Linked DNA regions of Mus musculus: all the other regions are linked to region 3. A link is a contact called in public Hi-C and HiChIP or PLAC-seq data. All regions are on one chromosome and are shown on one strand. Each heading gives the region's core, a stretch centred on a gene start, on an enhancer-like site or on the middle of the called end of the contact. The rest is flanking DNA. Distances are from core to core; before and after follow the strand shown.

Region 1 (3,145 bases), core at 268-2,767, 210 kb before region 3:
GCCCTTCCTAGTTTGCTCTTTGATCTGGGTCCCATGCAGCAGGGCCACATTGAGTACTCAGAATGCAGGTTCTGACTGGGAGTGGGGGGCAGGCACTCCTGGGGTGGTGAGGGTCAAGAGTGCACAGCAATTACAGGTGCATCAGGTAACATGTACCCAAGAGACAGAAGGTACCCAGGGACTGAAAACTGAGGGTCCCCAATGCAGGAATTGTTTCTTCAAGTAATCAAAGGGCTAAAAAAAAGCAGAGACAGCCTAATGACAGGACCCTAGGACAGAGGGACAGAAGAAAATGACAGTCTCCAGGGAGACACAGAGACCCTGGCTAACCTGCACCTCCAAGGCCCTATCCAGAAAAGCAGGAGCCACAGAGGAAAGACTGCTGTCAATGTCACTGGCTAAGGAAGCCTGAGTGAGAAGCCATGCCCTTCACCCCCTTCTCTACCATGCCTGCTCCCTGAGTGCCATGTAATGACCCAAGCCTTCTGCAAGCCATTCCAGAAGTAAGAAACAGGGAGGGTTTCAGAACTAACACAGTGTCATAGACAACACAAAGGAGAGGGGGGCCCTGACAACCTCTGAGGACCTTTCCAAGCCCAAGGCAGGCACTTGAGGGGAACCTCTTCACCCTACAGAACCCACATAATGGCGGCCATAGAACTCACACCGCTCTTCTGATGCGCAGTGAGACTAGCATGGACTCTTTCCATGGGCTGTCTGATGCCCAAACAACTCCTAATTTTCAGTTGGGAGAGATCTGTGTTTTATGGCTTACAGAGTCTCTTTGTCTTATGAGACAACGAAATTCATATTAGCTATACCTCATCTTTCTCTTTTGTCTCAGCAGCCTTGGAGCTCTAACTTAGCTTCCCAAGCATGGGTCACTGGCTGGACATCCCCTTCTATGTGGCTCTACTTCTACAACTCTCAGCTTAGCCTTTCATTGATTAAATGTTTTGTTATCTCTGATACATTTGAATCACAAAGTCAGTCTCTCTCTCTCTCTCTCTCTCTCTCTCTCTCTCTCTCTCATGGCAGCTCAGCAGTGACTTCCAGAGAGTGATCCAATCCTTTAATCCCAGCACTCTGGAGCCAGTGGCAGGAAGATCTCTGTGAGTTTGAGGCTAGCCTGGTCTACAGAGTGAGCTCCAACCACTCAGGGGTATACAATGAGATTCTTTCTCACAAAATTAAAAAAAAATATTAAAATAAACATATAAATAAACTTCAGCACCGTGGGGTGGGGGTGCGGGGGGGGGGGGTTGGCTCCAGAACCCTGTGTGTTGTGTAAGCAGTCTCCCACTGAACTTTAGCCCCGTTGGCAGCTTTTGAAGATATCTCATGGTTCCTCCATCTTTAATTCTTCTTTATATTTGAACTCTGACCTCTTCCCCCACAAACCTTCCGAGAGAGCTGTCATTTTCCCACGTTGAGAAAACCACAGAGCTGCCGCGCTTCTCCGTGGTGCTGGCTCGCTCTGTTTTGCCCCTCAGTTGCTTTCACTTCCCTTTCTTTACCCTGGACAGAGTGATCTCCTCTCGGACAGGGCAGTAACCCTTCCCGGGCGATGCCAGCATCACGGGGTAACAAAGAGGAAGCCACAGGTCCGGACAGAGAAGTCAAGGCCCCTGGAGGTGAAGGGTGCTTTGTGGACATTGCCAGCTACCACACAGACTGCTAGGTCACTTGTCAGAATCCAGTTGTGCCCTCAAGCTTCCAACTGGTTTGACCAATGGACATCTACTCCGCTTACAGGCCTACCAGCACAGACTTCTCCTTGGAATGACTTCTCCCCCAAAGCACCAAGCTTATCACAGGCAGGGTCTGGCCAGACAAACCAGGTTGAGCCAGGAACTTTCTCTTGCCAAGAGGGTAATTTAAAAAGAAAAGTCTCATGTAGCCCATCTGGACTCGAACGCACTATGTATCCAAGAATGACGTTTAATTTATCAACCTTCTGATTTTATATACTGCTAGGGGTCAAACCCCAGAACTTGGTGCCTGCTAGGCAGGTATTCTATTAACTTAGATGCATCCCTAACCTGGAGAGTAACAAGTTAAACTCATCCACATGGCCAGGAGATCCCCACACTTGCCTGCTAACTCCAAGCCCCACACTGATCTCAGCCGTGTCCTTGCACGGGACTTGATTGGTTGTCGTGGGTCTTTAACAGTAGGTTTCTATTCCACCCGAACAGAATGCAGACTCCCACGGCAGGCACTGCTCCATGACTTTTGTGAGCCCCAGGTCCTGCACCGGAATCATGGAGAAACTGGGACAAAGCACATGGGTGGAGTGGTGTTAGGCTTAGCTCACTCCTTTCCCCTTGTCCTGATGAGCAAGTGACCTGAAGAAGTGATGGAACGTGACCATGTCCCACAGGTGGTGAACATCCTGAGACCTTACCTTCCGCAGATTTTCTCTCTCTGTGAAAACACAACCAAGTCTGATTGAGGATATATGCAAAAAACGTCTCCCCACGACCCCATGTCTGTGTTTCCCCTGGCAACCACTGATAACCCTCAACTCCCAGCCAGAAAGTCACAGCAGATGTCCCCAACTCCAGGCCTCCTCCTTCTCCACCCTGAGCAACACCAGCCTAGAGCTGCCAAGGCTGAACCTGATGGCTATTCCTCTGGTAGCATCACACCAGAATCACCCTGAGCCATGACTTCAAATAGCATCGTTCCCACCATGCTCCAAGCTGACATCCTGACAGAAACTAAGCAGTGACATGTTCAAGTCCTTGGTGGACTTCATGAGAACCCACAGGGGCTCATCCAAAGGTCTGGTAGCCACAGTGTCTTCCTGTCACATTAACTACTGGAGGTACCATTGATATTTATTGATACCCGTCAAGTAGGAACTAAGTTCACCCTAGATACTTGCAATTTGAGAGCAGTTAAACTTGAAAGGCTTTAGCACATGAAGAGCCTCATGACCTGAGTTCAGAGAACCCATATGTTGGAAGAAGAGAAAGAAATGCAGTTTGCCCTCTGACAGAGAGACAGACACAGAGAGATAGACGCAGAGAGTTAGAAACAGAGACAGAGATTGGGGCAGAATGAGAAAGAAAGAGAAGAAGAGAAGAGAAGAGAAGAGAAGAGAAGAGAAGAGAAGAGAAGAGAAGAGAGAAAAGAGAAA
Region 2 (2,754 bases), core at 171-2,670, 180 kb before region 3:
CTGGGAATCAATCTACCTCAAGACCCAGCTGTACCACTTCCAGGCACCCAAGGGAAGCACAGTCCTACCACAAGGACACTTGCTCAACTGATTGTAGTGGCTTTATTCATAGTAGCCAGGATACTGGAAATAATAATTCTTTTTTTTTTAAGGATGCCACTCAATTTCTCAGTTTCTCTTATACTTGGGAAATACACCCTCTACCCCACCCCACCCCCATTTCCCTTCTTTCCTCTCCTTTCTTTCCTCTGTCCTTCTGCTTTTCCAAGTCTTCATCTCTACCTATTCCACTCATGTATGGCTCCTTCTTTCTTCTCTGAGTGCCCGACCAGGTGCTTTCCTCGAGCAGTTTTGTGCTCGGTAGGACGCTCTTCTTATAATTGTTTCAACCCCAAATGCTACTCTTCATCTCCCACTCAAGATGTGTTACTTCGAAGAGGACACATTGTCTTTTCCTCATGACACAGTTCTTTCACTCTGTGTCCTTTCTTGTCTAGCACAGTGTAATGACATCCAGACATTGTCCGGGACAGGCCAGCATCTACTTTTCCTTCTGGCAGAGGATTTGATTTTCCTTCATACAGACACATCGTGTGCTCTCTCCCACCATCCTTTTAAGTTCAGACTCACCCTTCGGAAAGGTCAGCTCCTGGCTCAGAAGAGTGTGGCCCATAGCATCAATCCCTTCTGCTCCCCTGCCAGATGTTCGCTTCTAGACCCATCGGGGCTGACACAGGAAATAACCTTCCCATGAACAGGGTCGTGCCAGAGGACAGCTGAGGGAGAGATGGCAAGAGCAGGAATGATGGGTGCATCTGATCTCCTGGCTTCCTCAGCATCTGAAGCAAAACTCTGCCGGGGCATCTCCCACAGCCTCTCCCTCCATTTTCCACACAAAGCTCTCTGGGTTGATCTTAATGTTATTTCAGGAACACTGTAGTATTCTGCAATACGTATAACAAGTCCTTCATAAATATGTATTGCTAAGATGAGAGTAAAACGTTCAATCAGCCAGCTCTAAAAAGGTAAAGCTTTCTTTTATGATGAAACCCACACAAACCGTGGTGGTTTCCCACTTGTTTCCCAGTGACAGAAGGTCAGCGAGGGGCAGCCAAAGGGAAGATGATGCATCTCTATTTTACTGCTCTCCACCACCCCCATCCCACCCTCACCCCCACCCTCCCACTACCCCACCCCTGCTTTCCTGGCGAAGGACTAAGGAGTAAATGCAGGGCCTCCCCCACGCTGTCAGAGCGCTACCCCTGAGATGCACTCTTATCACTTTTAGTTATCTTTTGAGATGAAGTCTCACAAGTTGCCCAGACTGACCTCAAACTCACTTTCTGATTGGCTGACGATAGCTTGGCATCCCCAGGTCTGGGTGAGTTACGGTGGCAGCTGTTGTTACCTCTTCCTCTTTCTCTCCACTTTCATTTTTGTTTTTGAAACAGGGACTTGTTTTATAAGCCAAGCTGACCTTTAACTCCCAATTCTCCTGCCTCAGTTTTCCGAGTACTGGGATTGTGGGTGTACAAGGCTGCACCTAGCCGAATTATGCTTTTTGACTGAGACCGTAGACTCTAAGTTGAGGCTGCATGGATTCAAGTCAGTATCTTGATATTTAAAACCTCTGTGTCCTAGGTAAGGTGTTCAGTCTTTCTAGTCCTCGCCTTCTTCAAAGGGAAAAGTGCTGTCTATCCCCTGGGTTGTCATGAACACTGTGTGAAACACACCTTTCTATAAAAGTCCACTTTCATGGTGCTATCAGTTCTAGAATGCCAACGTCTCCTCCCATCTGAACCCTTTGTCCTTTGGCATCCTAGACAGTGCCATCTTATGCTGCAAGATGCAAAATAACGAGTTAGGAGAGCCTTAGCCTAAACAGAAAGAAGCACTTCTCCATGATAATGATGACCCCAGGGTCCCATCACTGCGCTTGGCCTCTACCAGCGCTATGACAAAGTCATGCCCTCAGACTTTACAGATCTTTGCTGTCTGTGGGCCGGGCAATCGTAGCCCGCACTTCCTGGAGTGAGAGCAGAGGTTTAAACATCAGTTTTGGCCCTTCACGTTTCAACCTCTCTGAGGCTCCCTTTGTTCATACTCGAAGTGGGAGTTAGGTCACCAGCATTGGTAAGGAAATCACGGACATTTTTTAGGAGACCGTTGGTCTGCACAACAAGGCTGTTTACCGAGTCCTGGCAACAGTATGGTCTTCCTGATGCAGAGCAGGGTGAATGGTATGCTTGTGTACTTTGCACTCATGCACCTTAGACTAAGGAGGAAGAGAGTTCCCATTTGGCAAATTCTAACAAAGCATGGTGAGTAATTTGATAGGGAAGAACAAGGAACTTGGGCGCTGGCAGTGGGAGGCTCGTCACAGGCTCGTCACAGGCTCGGTGTTCAGAGGATGAGATGAAGGACCGATAAGAAGTCAAAGGAGAAGAGAAAGAGAAAGAGTTGCGTGCCACCCTGCGCGTCTCTCCCCGTCTTATCAGGTGACTGAGACTGAGGCTCTATGGCTTTGCTCTCATCACAGACTTGGTTGGGGACATAGTAGCCTGTGAGTTTATAGTTGAATAAGTTAAGTTGGCTTAGGATGATGGCTCAAATAGAACCAAGATATGACACCCTTTTTCCCCCAATCCCCAAACCTGACATAAAAAAAAAAAAAGCATTATCCTAGCCTTTTACCAATTTGGGAACCTGGACTGCAGACGAAGCCAATACCTCCTAGAGACTAAGAGAGAAAAA
Region 3 (2,956 bases), core at 411-2,910:
ATGACGCCATGGGATGCTTTTCTTTGTTATAGCGTGCGTTACTAAGATCCTAAGGTGGTGTTCTTTGGAATGTCAGTGGTCCAACCCATTACCCTTCATCCAAGTGGGGCTAAAGCAGATGTTTTTCTGGGGTGTTTTGCACTTCTTCTGCTACCTTGCCTCTGCTGTGCCTGTGATTGGACCATCCTTACACTGTGATTACCTGGTGTGTGTGTGTGTGTATGTGTGGTATGTGTAGGTGTGTAACTGGCTTCAGCATGGCAGGGCTTTGTGGTCCCCACTCTGCAGTGGCTGTGTCCTGGTGAGAGCTTTTCTTAGCAGATTCTGGCAGACCAGCTTTTTCAAACCATATCAGTTCATTCTGACTATGGAGTATAAGGCTACCCCACCAGATCTGGCAGATAAGGCTAGCCCACCAGGCTTTTGCACAAGGTAACTAGTTAACCTTTGGTCAGAGTTGAGACATGGATAAAGGAGAACCAGGTGCCCTATTTGATATAAGGAAATGGAAACAGAAAGACTGGGTCTCTCTCTTCCTTATAGCTCAAGATTTGCAGGAGCTGATTAGAATCCTGGCGCCAGTGACCTTGAACATTCTTCTGCTTGTCCTCAGGACAGAAAACATCTCCCAGGGAGGACCAGAAAACCACATTTCCAGATGAAGAATAAACCCACAGATTGTGAATAGGCCAGACACAAAGATGGCACAAACGAGTGTGTTACCAAGCTGCTCTCTGCCTCAGTTTCCCTATCCCATTGGCGATACACACAACCAGTGCATGGTGAGAGAGCTGGTGTGCTCAACAGAGCTGAGTCATGAGGCCACTTAAGATCACACTGCTAGAGAGAGGACACCATAAAATGTGGCCCATAACAATTGTGCTCTTATTCACGGTCTCGTGTATTCCGACCTACTAGAAGGAGAGCACCTTTGGTCCCGTTTGCCACCATGCATTCTTGGGAGCTGGGAGACACTTTGATTCTGCAGTAAGTGCCCCACTTAGGAGATCTTCCACCTCATCTGCGATCAGCACACTTGGCCTCCTCCTTGTTACTGGGTTGAGGTCTTAACCTTTGCCATCTATCTCTTCCTCAATTGAGAGAATCCTGTAGATAGATGGGTTGAGTAAATATGACTAAGAAAGTCAATAGCCACCTGGGCAGGCTTGAGTCACGTCTTCCTAGTTAGCTATTTGTGGACAGCTCAAAGCTGGCCACACAAGCTTGCCGCATGGTGGCTGTTAGCACCGACAATAGTGACAGTAATAGGGTGTGACACGGCATAACTGCCTGCAGATAAGAGGGGCTTCCTGTAACTGCTGAGTCACCACCTTGGCTACTGAATACTTGCACACACACTTCTTAAATCGTTCTTTGTCAGAACCCCTCTATCCTTCCCCGTTTCCTTCCTCTCCAGAGGCTCTCGAAACTTCTTCTAGTCCACTGTCTGGAGATCCGCAAGATGGCACACTTGGTCTGATGCTTCAGTCTCTGTTGTTACTCTTGGTTGGCTTGCCCTTTGCCTAGCATTGGGCCTGTTTTGATTTCACTTTTTGATGTGTGTTTTCAGAAAGGGCCAAAGTAGGGACTACACTCACCAGCCTCTCGATCTACAGATGTAAAGGAGAAAGACACTTTGGCTCAGTATGCAAAGCTAGCCGTGGAGACAGGGAGTTGACCAGTGCAGAGAGAGGAAATGAAACTTTTCTTAGGTTTATTAGACCACATCCTATAAGTCTGTGGCTTCTTATGTGTCTGATTTCTAAAGAGCGTGGCAGCACAGCCAGCCTTATTTTTGCTTGTTCGTCATTTAAAACGAATATAGATATTACTTAATTTCCCTAGTTCTTTATATTTCAGCCATATATGAAAAATGAATGTTTATTCACAGTATATATTAGAAGGGAAGACGCGCTTGTGTGTGTGTGTGTGTGTGTGTGTGTGTGTGTGTGTATGTTAATTTATATAAATCCCTGTGTTATAACTCCAGGTTATCAAGCATTTAGCTAAAAAATAATAGTGATAAAATTAAATGAAAATGTAGCTCAGCCCTAATTAGAAGCAGCCTGAGCAACAACGTCGAATGCACCCCCAAAGGCAAAGCTTGTATTTGGATGAACTTGTATGAACTTCCAGAGCTCCGAAGCTGTGCCTCTAGAGTCATAGGTGGGCTCATGTTGTTGCAGCTCTTAGTTGTAAAATGGTTTTCTGTGCATGCAAGGGGAGGACTTCTAATGGCTCCTAGATGCCCATTCTAGAGGCGGAGGTCATTTACCATTGCGCCAAGCAAACAAGGTTCTCTATATCCCACTGCAATAGGACGCTTGGCAGATGTGTGTGTTAGAAGTACTGGAGATTCTGGAATATTCTATGATGTGCCCGCTCCTCCAAATGTATGAGCTGTGGTTTTCTTGTACAACTCAGAATCCTTCTATTCAAAAATTAAACATCAACACCCTCCCCCGCCCCGCCCCCCTGCATCCATATAGTCCCTTCACCGTATTCTTCTAGGCTAAATGAGTACATGGCTCTCAAGTCCCACCTGGGGACTTCTCATGCCTCAGCAAGGTGACGTTCTGATGAAACTCCACTCCACTCACCTGATACTCAGTGGCCACTGACCACACCCTCTGCTCCATGTTATCTGTCATCCCTTAGACTGAAAAACTTATATCACCGTCAACATTATTGCTGCCTCTGAAACTAGTCTCCGACCCTGTGAGCTGGTCTATGAGATAGGAAGGGCTGCTGTGTGGGATGCTCATGCCAAGAATTCATCTGTGGCAGCTGGCTGGTTCTTCTGCCTCGTGTGAAGCCTTGGAGGTCCAGCTGACCCTACCCCACAGGACAGCCTGGCTCGAACTCAATGCCTGCTTCCGTTTTCCCCTTCTATGCTAGCCACACATTTTTCTCCCCATTCCTGACACAGATCATTAATAGATAAGACTCAAGCCCT

Evidence for each region. A called contact is a pair of places that touch in the nucleus more often than the background predicts. HiChIP or PLAC-seq counts read pairs in DNA pulled down with a chosen protein or histone mark.
Region 1: a contact with region 3 is called in a Hi-C map of bone marrow-derived macrophages, with 1.8 times the contacts expected there. The contact joins two enhancer-like sites. A contact is called at or near these places in 6 of 484 Hi-C or Micro-C datasets (the C10 cell line, bone marrow-derived macrophages, microglia and 1 more), 1 of 115 datasets of contacts at active chromatin or transcription factors (pancreatic cancer cells) and 1 of 9 other capture datasets (embryonic stem cells).
Region 2: a contact with region 3 is called in an H3K4me3 HiChIP or PLAC-seq map of bone marrow-derived macrophages, with 4 times the contacts expected there. The contact joins two enhancer-like sites. A contact is called at or near these places in 1 of 484 Hi-C or Micro-C datasets (the AML12 cell line) and 4 of 115 datasets of contacts at active chromatin or transcription factors (acute myeloid leukemia, bone marrow-derived macrophages, extraembryonic endoderm stem cells and 1 more).

Annotation. Positions count from the first base shown.
Region 1 is chr19:55,658,829-55,661,973 of GRCm38.p6, forward strand. All of the region lies in intron 2 of 4930552P12Rik (RIKEN cDNA 4930552P12 gene), which reads right to left. Among named protein-coding and RNA genes, the nearest start is that of Gm41871, 41 kb to the right of the region's middle. Within about 2 kb of position 1,518, at least 39 of the 459 cell types and tissues checked have an H3K27ac peak or open chromatin away from gene starts, as enhancers often do. A contact at or near this core is called in bone marrow-derived macrophages, where this site is marked.
Region 2 is chr19:55,687,386-55,690,139 of GRCm38.p6, forward strand. The region is part of intron 2 of 4930552P12Rik (RIKEN cDNA 4930552P12 gene); the gene reads right to left. Among named protein-coding and RNA genes, the nearest start is that of Gm41871, 12 kb to the right of the region's middle. Within about 2 kb of position 1,421, at least 53 of the 459 cell types and tissues checked have an H3K27ac peak or open chromatin away from gene starts, as enhancers often do. A contact at or near this core is called in bone marrow-derived macrophages, where this site is marked.
Region 3 is chr19:55,864,706-55,867,661 of GRCm38.p6, forward strand. The region is part of intron 5 of Tcf7l2 (transcription factor 7 like 2, T cell specific, HMG box); the gene reads left to right. Among named protein-coding and RNA genes, the nearest start is that of Gm52391, 72 kb to the right of the region's middle. Within about 2 kb of position 1,661, at least 104 of the 459 cell types and tissues checked have an H3K27ac peak or open chromatin away from gene starts, as enhancers often do. A contact at or near this core is called in bone marrow-derived macrophages, where this site is marked.